Regions from separate parts of the Sus scrofa genome. Here region 1 is linked to region 2. Evidence: chromatin contacts called from public HiChIP or PLAC-seq data. All regions are on one chromosome and are shown on one strand. The core of a region is the stretch at or near the end of the contact, and the rest is flanking DNA. Distances in the headings are between cores, read along the strand shown. Region 1 overlaps UBASH3B (ubiquitin-associated and SH3 domain-containing protein B). Region 2 has its middle 51 kb from the start of UBASH3B.

Region 1 (4,389 bases), core at 364-2,863, 190 kb before region 2:
TTAGAGACCTTGAGCAGACGTCTTGGGCCAGCAGCACTGGTGTGTGGGTCATACTGAGGGTAGAAATTGATGGGAAACCTAAGGACAAACTCGCGTGGGGACATGTTTCCTAATAACCTTAAAAGAACTCCTCAGCTTGGCTTTAACTGGAGCTCGCAATTCGAAAGAAAATCCCATCACTGAACCCGCAGCTTGGTGTCCCTCCTGCTGGATTCTCTCACATCCTTCTTCTTGCATCCTTCTTCCCACATCCCTCCTCCTGCATCCTTCCTCGGAGTGGGCTGGCAGCCCCCTTGGGGAGGACTCAGGCTCTTTAGCCAGCATAGCTGGAAGGGGGAGAACATGCTTTGCTGTCGCAGGTGCCCGGATGTAGGATGATAATTCTAGAAAGCCTTGTTTGCTAGGCAAGAGTCCAGAGAGGATGAATTTTATCCCTGAATCAAGTCTTTCTTTCCTCGACACAGACTCATCCTAAGAACGGTAAAGCTTGAAAGGAAATATGCTAAATTATTCTGAGCTGTCCACTTAGGATGTGGTGCAGACTTTCCCACTGTTACTAAACACACAAAAAGACACTTCTCCCAAAGCCGACACTTCTCCCAAATCCTTTCTCAAGCCTTTTCTTTTTGTTCACTCTTGCGGTTTATTCTTGCAGCAAGGTCTCTCTCCAGTTGAAGCCCCCAGTTGGTCCATGGGTAAGAGGAAGAATAGGTGGGTCTGTCAGCTGCCAAATTCCAGTTTCTCCTAATTCTTCACAGGAACAAAACCCCAAGTATGGGATCTGAAGTAAGATAGGAAAGAAAGGGAAAATCGGAAACAGAGGGTTAATGCTTTAACTTTTATTTAGACAAAGGGATAATCAAAGGAATGTATAGGGGCTTTGTAGGCAAGCATCCCTTCCAAAAAAATCAGTAAAGAAAATGAAATGGATAAAACTGATAATTTATAAGGAAGAGTATTTGCAATCCAAGAGAATTCTTCAGAAGGATTCATTAAATGGTGAGCTCTCCTAGTGCAATTAAGTAATTGTTTATAGATTATTTCTTAATAGCATGGGAGGAAAAAAAAAGACATCATCTATAAAGCTAGGGTACTAGGAATTAATTCCGAATTGAAAGTCATGCTAAAAACCCAGCTCAAACATTTCAGAAATCATACTTGGACAATGGGAAAGATTATTCAATTTTAAAAAATTGTTTCCTCTTGCTTTATTTATTTATTTATTGGGGCACGTGTACCTAACATTCAAAGCTGAAGCTGTGCCCTTCCTAACTTCAGTAGGCATGGCATTTCAAAACACATTTGAGTGGGTGTCCGGAGCTGCCTTTATAAATAAGACCAAAAAAAAAAAAAAAAAATTTCTGCCCTCAAGCAGCTTACAGGCTAATGGGAAGGGCAGACACAGAAATTAGTTTTTCACAAATGAGAAAGGAATTGCAATTGAATCTGAACCAGGTTCTTTGGGGACAGATAAAGGAAGCATGGAATTCAGCCTGGAGGGAAGTGTGTGGGAGGATGGCTGACAGGAAAGCCTCTCCCACAGGCTGGAGCGGGGGCGATCCAGATGTGTCGGTCAGCGGCGGGCTTTCTGTCTCACTGCCTTGGGTTTGCCTTTCAGCCTGATCGTTTTGAATCACGGCTTCCTGTGGCCTACCAGCCAGGACCTCTCCTCCAGCTAAGCTCTCAGATGCTGCGTGCTGGCCCATGCACCCCTCTTTATCCAATCCATGGTCTCTCAGGGAAATCCAGACAGTCTGCTTATGACTCTCTTTCCTCCATTTGAGCTCCCAGAAGCTAAAACTAGCTCAAACACATCTTTTCTTTTCTTTTTTTCCCCATCTTACCCAAGGCCTGATGAAGTGCCTTAAAGAGAGTCCCACTCAATACATCTTGGTTAAGTGAACCAATAAATGTGTCTTCCCAGCTCAGAGTCAACACATGCTCCAAAGAACTTTGCTTCCAGCCAGCACGGAGCTGTTCTAAAACCGTAAGGCATTGCAGGCCCCTGAAGTGCAAGTAGGAATTACCTTTCGGACCATTTGTACAAAGTCCTTGGAGTTCTGAGGTGACAGGCCCTGAAGTTGGCAGGTACACGCCTCAAGGGAAGATGCATGGGCCACAATCAGGATATTATTTCCTGGAGGCAGAAAAGCAAGACTGGGGAGACTGCGTCTATGCAGACCCATGTAAACCTTCTAAGTACTCGAGCCCAGTGTTCCAGGGAGGGGCAAACATTCTCAAGATGAAGACTATTCGGCCAAGCAACATTTTGAAAATGCTTTGTATCATTAAGATAGCCTCATCTTATTTTAAAAAACAAAACACTTTTGGGAGTTCCCGTCATGGCTCAGTGGTTAACAAACCCAGCTAGTATCCATGAGGACTCAGGTTTGATCCCTGGTCTTGCTCAGTGGGTTAAGGATCTGGCGGTGCCGTGAGCTGTGGTGTAGGTCGCAGATGCCGCTCGGATCTGGCATGGCTGTGGCATAGGCCGGCAGCTGTGGCTCCGATTAGGCCCCTAGCCTGGGAACCTCCATAGGCCATGGGTGTGGCCCTAAAAAGACAAAAGACAACAACAACAGCAAAAACCACTTTTAATCTTAAGGCAATTAGATTCACAGGAGGTTGCAAATCACATTTTATACATTATGCATATTTTATATATACCATATAAATATATTACATAATATGTATATATATATGTGTATGTGTATATTAATATACATAGTATACACACACACACACACCAGGGAGGTCCCATGCACCCTTCATGCAGGCTCCTCCAATAGTAACATCTTGCCTAACTAAGGTGCACTATCAGAACTAGGCAATGAATGCTACAACCCACATAGCTTATTCAGATTTCACCAGGTTTACCCCAGTCAATCATATGTGTAGCTCTTTGTGACCACTACCTCAATAAAAATGCAAAACTGTTCAATGTTTACAAGGCTCTCTGCTATTTCTTCTAACAGTTTTTGACCTTGCTGCTGTGGAGCTGTGAGCTCTTGAGGCTTTCTGGTTAATGGAACACACGGAGTATCTTCATAGTGGGGGTGGGTGGTACCACTGCCATGGGGGTGATGATGGTGTAAGTGGCTTCTGCGTGACAACTGAGAGATGGGAAACAGCCATAAGGCTGTTGATCAGAGCTGCCCACTGTTAACATTCTGGTGCATGTCAATCCAGCCTTTGCTCTAGGAAGATAAGTATTTTAAGTGGGGGGGGGGAATGTGCATATTCTTTTATCATCTGCCTTTTTCACTAAAAAAATTATAGCCCCACATATCATTAAATATTTGATTTCAATGATTATAAAATTCAACAGCAGCTTTGAGTCTTAGAAAACACTGCTCTTGGCTGGTGATAGCAGTGACAGTGTACATATTTGCGTCGGTGTGTTTTTGTGTGGGGTGTCCATGCTTCTAGATCAAATTAGAGGCAAGACAGTGTTACGCTAGAGACCTTCTGGATATTGCAATAGAGAGCCTCCTTCACAGAGTACAAGATAAATTATTGTGCAAGATATATAATATGACTTCATATAGTAAACATCAACCATGGAATATCCACCATTTTGGATACTTGAGAAAATAGTACAAACTTAACATGAAAGGATAAGAGAGTCTGGAAATATTTTTCTTTTCCTATGAAGTGAGTTTGCCAAAGTACACTGAAACATCTCGAATAGCCTATTAACTGGTGGAGAGAGAAACGATCACCTATTTAAGGATGGTGTCCAAAATAATACCCACCTTTACTTTTACATTCGCTTATTATTTCTTTTGTTACTTGGAAACTCCTGCTGATATAGGTGTCATAGGATTCTGAAACCACTAATTTGCTGACTGGAATGTGAGGTCTGCAAGAGAAAAACGAACAAAGGCAATGAAAACATTTTGATCCCAAGACAAAGCAATTGATATTACTCTAAATTGTATCTCAAGACCTTTCTAAATTCCCATATTTCTGTTTATCCATTTCCCCCAGAAAGGACAGAGTATGTATAGAGAAGAGTATTTCAGCTGTATGTAGAAGTGGGGTTGAAATGTGCAGATATAGAAATAAAGGCCATGTGTGCCTGGTGCCAGAGTGACCAACTGAAAAATGAAACATTCAGTGCAGGCTTCTTTTCCGGATGAACTCATAAGCAGTCCATCAGTCCTACGTCGTATAAATAAGAAGCCAAGCAGAGGTTAGATGTCTTTATCTATTCAGATGGCCAGAGATCTCCCAAGCCTTTCTGTACTAGGCTTACATAGGATAAGCAGTAAAAATAGGTTTTACTTAATTTTCCCCCCAGTTTTATTGGAATGTAATTGATGTATAACATGGTATCAGTTTAAGGTATACAATTTATTGATTTGTACATTTAAACATTGGAAAATG
Region 2 (4,279 bases), core at 1,100-3,599:
GTCTTGTGTTTCTGCATTTTTTCCAGACTATCTTTTCAAGGATTTTTGTATAGTAAACAGTCTTAAAAGATAGAGATACTGTCTTCCTCTTGAGCAAAGGGCAGGCATGCTTAATGTAGATAAAAGATCCGGGTTCCCTAAGCCCAGGATTCTTCTCCAGTAACGCAACCCGCTGAATGTGCAGGTGTCACCTGGTCTTCTTTTGTCTTGCTCTTTGGGAACTAGAGCTCAGGGAACTGGCCCAAGAAAATGCTAATAATCTGACTACTGTAATTCTGTGAGTAATGAAATCCTTTGTTTCTGACCCAGGAGTCTGGTGTCTTCTGCCAGCATCTGGGAAACTGTGGCAGACTAAATTGTTAATTTGCAAGTAAGATAAAATATGATTGCTGTAGAGCAAGGAAAAATATATTATTTATATATAAGAAAGCTATCATTACTAGTACAGGTCTATTTTCAGATTTCTATTGTTATCAAAAGTCTATTATTTTTGTTACATGGCTACCTTATTGATTTCTCTTATTGCTTGTAATAATTTTATAGCTTATTTTCTACTATAAATATGTCACCTGCAAAAAATAATTTTGCTTTCTTCTTTCTTCCACAGCATGTGGAAGTTCCTAGGCCAGGGATAAAACCCATGGCCCTGTTGTAGCCAGAGCCACAGCAGTGACAATGTCAGATCCTTAACCCATGAGTCACAAGGGAACTCTATCCCGCTGTCATATTTATGTATATATAAATATATATATATATATATTTAACTGCTTTGGAAGTACTTCTAGAAATATGTTAAATAGATTTGGTAATAATAAATGACCTTGTCTAGTTTCTGACTTTAATAGAATTGCTTACATCCCTTCATTATTAAACTTGACCCTAGCTTTGTCTTAAGAGTTCATTTAACTATATAAAGGTAGATACAGATCAGATACAGACAGGCAGAGACATATTCAATTGAATTAAGGAAGAATTATGTCAAGATCAAGACTAGATGTTTAATTTTATCAAGTGACTTTATGGTATCTCAGGATACACATTTCTTTTACTTTGACATGTTAATAGGCTAAGTTAGTGAATTATGTACATACAATTGTTAATATATATCCATCCAGTCTTTCCATGTTTAAACTCTATTTAGTCCTGGTATATTATTTTTTAACAAGTTGCTGAATTATATTTCTACTACTTTTTATTTAGTCTTTTTGCAGTCATATTCATACGTTAGTCTTTATCTTTAGGTATTACTGTGATTTATTAAATGTGGTATCAGTACTTAATTACTCCATAAGAAGAATTGGAAACTTTTATTATTATTATTACTATTATTATTATTATTATTATTATTGCTTTTTAGGTCTGCACCCGAGGCATGTGGAGGTTCCTAGGCTAGGGGTCTAATCGGAGCTACAGCTGCCGGTCTACACCACAACCACAGCAATGCAGGATCCAAGCTGCATCTTTGACCTACACCACAGCTCACAGCAATGCCAGATCCTTAACCCACTGAGCGAGGCCAGGGATCAAACCTGCGACCTCATGGTTACTAGTCGGATTTGTTTCCACTGCACCACAGTGGGAACTCTGGAAACTTTATTTTTTTGATGTACTGGAATAGTTTAACATACTGGAATTTTATACTCCTTAAACCTTCATAGAATTAAGTTGCTTAGTTCTAGTGCCTTCTTTTATTTATTTATTTTTTTTAGGGACACACCTATGGCATGCAGAAGTTCCCAGGCTAGGGGTTGAATCCAAGCAGCAGCTGCCGGCCTACGCCCCAGCCACAGCAACACAGGATCTGAGCCGTGTCTGTGACTTACACCACAGTTCTGGTGATGCCAGATCCTTTAGCCCACTCTGTAGGGGACTGAACCTGGTGTGGCAGAGATGCTGAAAATCCTGTTGCACCACAGCGGGAGCTCCTCTATTACCTTTTAAGGCATGTATACCCTGTGCTATTTTCATTGGTGCTTGGTTATATTATCCTGTGCTAGTCTAAATGTTTCATTTTCAGCACTTTATTTCTCTAGTTAGACTATAATGACCCCAGTGCCTCACATTGGGCACATCCTACTTTGCTTAGCACTGGCTTATAAGTTAATTCAACTTGCTCCTTGAATATACCTAACAAACCAGTACCTTCAATTTTATCAGTGTGATGAGGCTGAAGTCCACAAAGTTTAATGGGTGTTTTGGCAGGACTGCGATTGACGATCAACTACATTTTGTAAACCTGGGTTTAAACAAGGAATCAGGTGTTTTCACTGCAGAATGTCTTGGTTTATCTCCTCAGACAGGAGGCTGTGGTCTACACAGTGTTTTTCGCATTTATTTGCCATACAACTTCCCTCTCTCTGGCCTCTGCCAAGAGTGACTCATATGGTCTGTTGCAGTACTATTCAGAATGTATTTTGAAAGTTTGTTTTTTTTTTAGAAATTTCATTTTTTAAGTAATTTGTTTTCATTGTAGGTTACAAAAATATCAGTCTGTCATAAGATGGAAATTTTTTAAAAAATTGTTTTTCACCACAGTTTGAAGAACACTGTTCTACAGCACATTTCCCAATACGCTACTTTGTATGGCCTGTGTCTTAGGCATCTCCTTGTGGTCCTTTACTGCAACTTACATTCTGAAAAACTGAAAAATGTGGGAGAGTTAACTCCCCATGGAATGAATTTCGACCAACAGGAGCCTGAAGGCTGGTGGGATCAGAGCAGACTCACCCCTCCCCCATCCTCTGCACACAGCCTTTCTGGAGGCATCCCACATGCCAAAAGGACACATCTGCAAAGATCTGCAGTGTCTCTTGGTGGCTTGTCCTGAACAGGAGCCAGAGCACTAATATGGCCTTGAATCTTTTCTTGTCTCATTTTTCCTGTTCTTAATTTTTATCTCACAAAGTATCAAGCTCTGTTTGCTAGAGAACCCTAACTAAATACTCTTATAATTATATTACAGTGCCTAAGCTTTTACCATGATTTTCCATGTGTAAGGATAAACATATAGATATAAGGAGTGCCCTGGTGGCTCAGTGGGTTAAGAATCCTGGGTTTGAGTTCCCGTTGTGGCTCAGCAGTAACGAATCCGAGCGGTATCCATGGGAATGCAGGTTTAATCCCTGGCCTCGCTCACTGGGTTAAGGATCCAGCATTGCCGTGAGCGGGGGTGTAGTTTCCAGATAAGGCTCGGATCCAGTATTGCTGTGGCTGTGGTGGAGACCAGCAGCTGCAACTCCAATTTGAGCCCTAGCCTGGGAATCTCTATATGCAGCCCTAAAAAGACACACACACACACACACACACACACACACACACACACACACACACACACACACAAAGGGATCCAGGGTTGTCTCTGCTGTGATGGGGATTCCTGCTGTGGTATGGCTTCAGTCTCTGGCCTAGGAACTTCCAAATGCCTTGAGTGTGGCCCAAAAAAGATAAAAGCTTTTAATTTTGGACTTCCCATTGTGGCTCAACAGGTTAAGAACCCCTGATTTGTATCCATGAGGATGCGGTTTCGATCCCTGGCCTTACTCAGTGGGTTAAGGTTCCAGTGTTTCTGTAAGTTGCAGCATAGATCGAAGATGTGGCTCAGATCTGGCATGGCTATGGCTGTGGCATATACTGGCGGCTGCAGCTCCAATTTGACCCCTAGCCTGGGAACTTCCATATACGGCATGTGCAGCCCTAAACAAACAAAGAAAAACAAAAAAGACATAAGAATCTATCTATCTATCTGTCATTTATCTATCTTTAAAAATATTAAGTTGGGAGTTCCCTGGTGGTCTAGTGGTTAGGATTCAGTACTTTCACTTCTGTAGCCCAGGTTCAATACCTAGTCTGGGAACTAAAATCTCACATCAAGCTGCTGCACACCATGGCCAAAAATAAATAAATAAAAATTTAAAAAGACTCTGAATTCCACGGGTCATAGAAGAAATTCTGAAAACCCTTGACTCTCATTCATTCACGGTCATGTTTTGAGGACCTACGATATTCTGAGTTTGATGGGAGCTGGGAGATGATGATGAGTAAAATCTGATTCATGTGCTCAGGGAGGCCACTTGGAGTGGAGGACACAGGCAAGCATGAGGCAGAAACACTGCAGAGAAGTTAGTGGGGCAGAAGTGCACGTGTACGTGGTGGAGCAACCGAGGCTGGTGCCAAACCCACAGGATGGGATGATGATAGAGGAAGTCTCTGCAGAACTGTCTCGTGAATGATTTCAAGTCAGCTGCGTGGGGGTGGCGCTGCAGTGGGAAATGGGTGCATT

Evidence for each region. HiChIP or PLAC-seq counts read pairs in DNA pulled down with a chosen protein or histone mark.
Region 1: an H3K27ac HiChIP or PLAC-seq map of alveolar macrophages shows a contact between it and region 2. The contact joins two enhancer-like sites. A contact is called at or near these places in 1 of 5 promoter capture datasets (fetal liver) and 1 of 2 datasets of contacts at active chromatin or transcription factors (alveolar macrophages).

The regions. Positions count from the first base shown.
Region 1 is chr9:49,764,000-49,768,388 of Sscrofa11.1, reverse strand. It overlaps UBASH3B (ubiquitin-associated and SH3 domain-containing protein B), which reads right to left. Exons shown (of 14, transcript XM_005667439.3): 12 at 3,756-3,862; 13 at 2,028-2,137; 14 at 1-781. The coding sequence ends at 644. Among named protein-coding and RNA genes, the nearest start is that of CRTAM, 16 kb to the left of the region's middle. Within about 2 kb of position 1,613, at least 1 of the 83 cell types and tissues checked has an H3K27ac peak or open chromatin away from gene starts, as enhancers often do. A contact at or near this core is called in alveolar macrophages, where this site is marked.
Region 2 is chr9:49,577,356-49,581,634 of Sscrofa11.1, reverse strand. No RefSeq gene overlaps it. Among named protein-coding and RNA genes, the nearest start is that of UBASH3B, 51 kb to the left of the region's middle. Within about 2 kb of position 2,349, at least 4 of the 83 cell types and tissues checked have an H3K27ac peak or open chromatin away from gene starts, as enhancers often do. A contact at or near this core is called in alveolar macrophages, where this site is marked.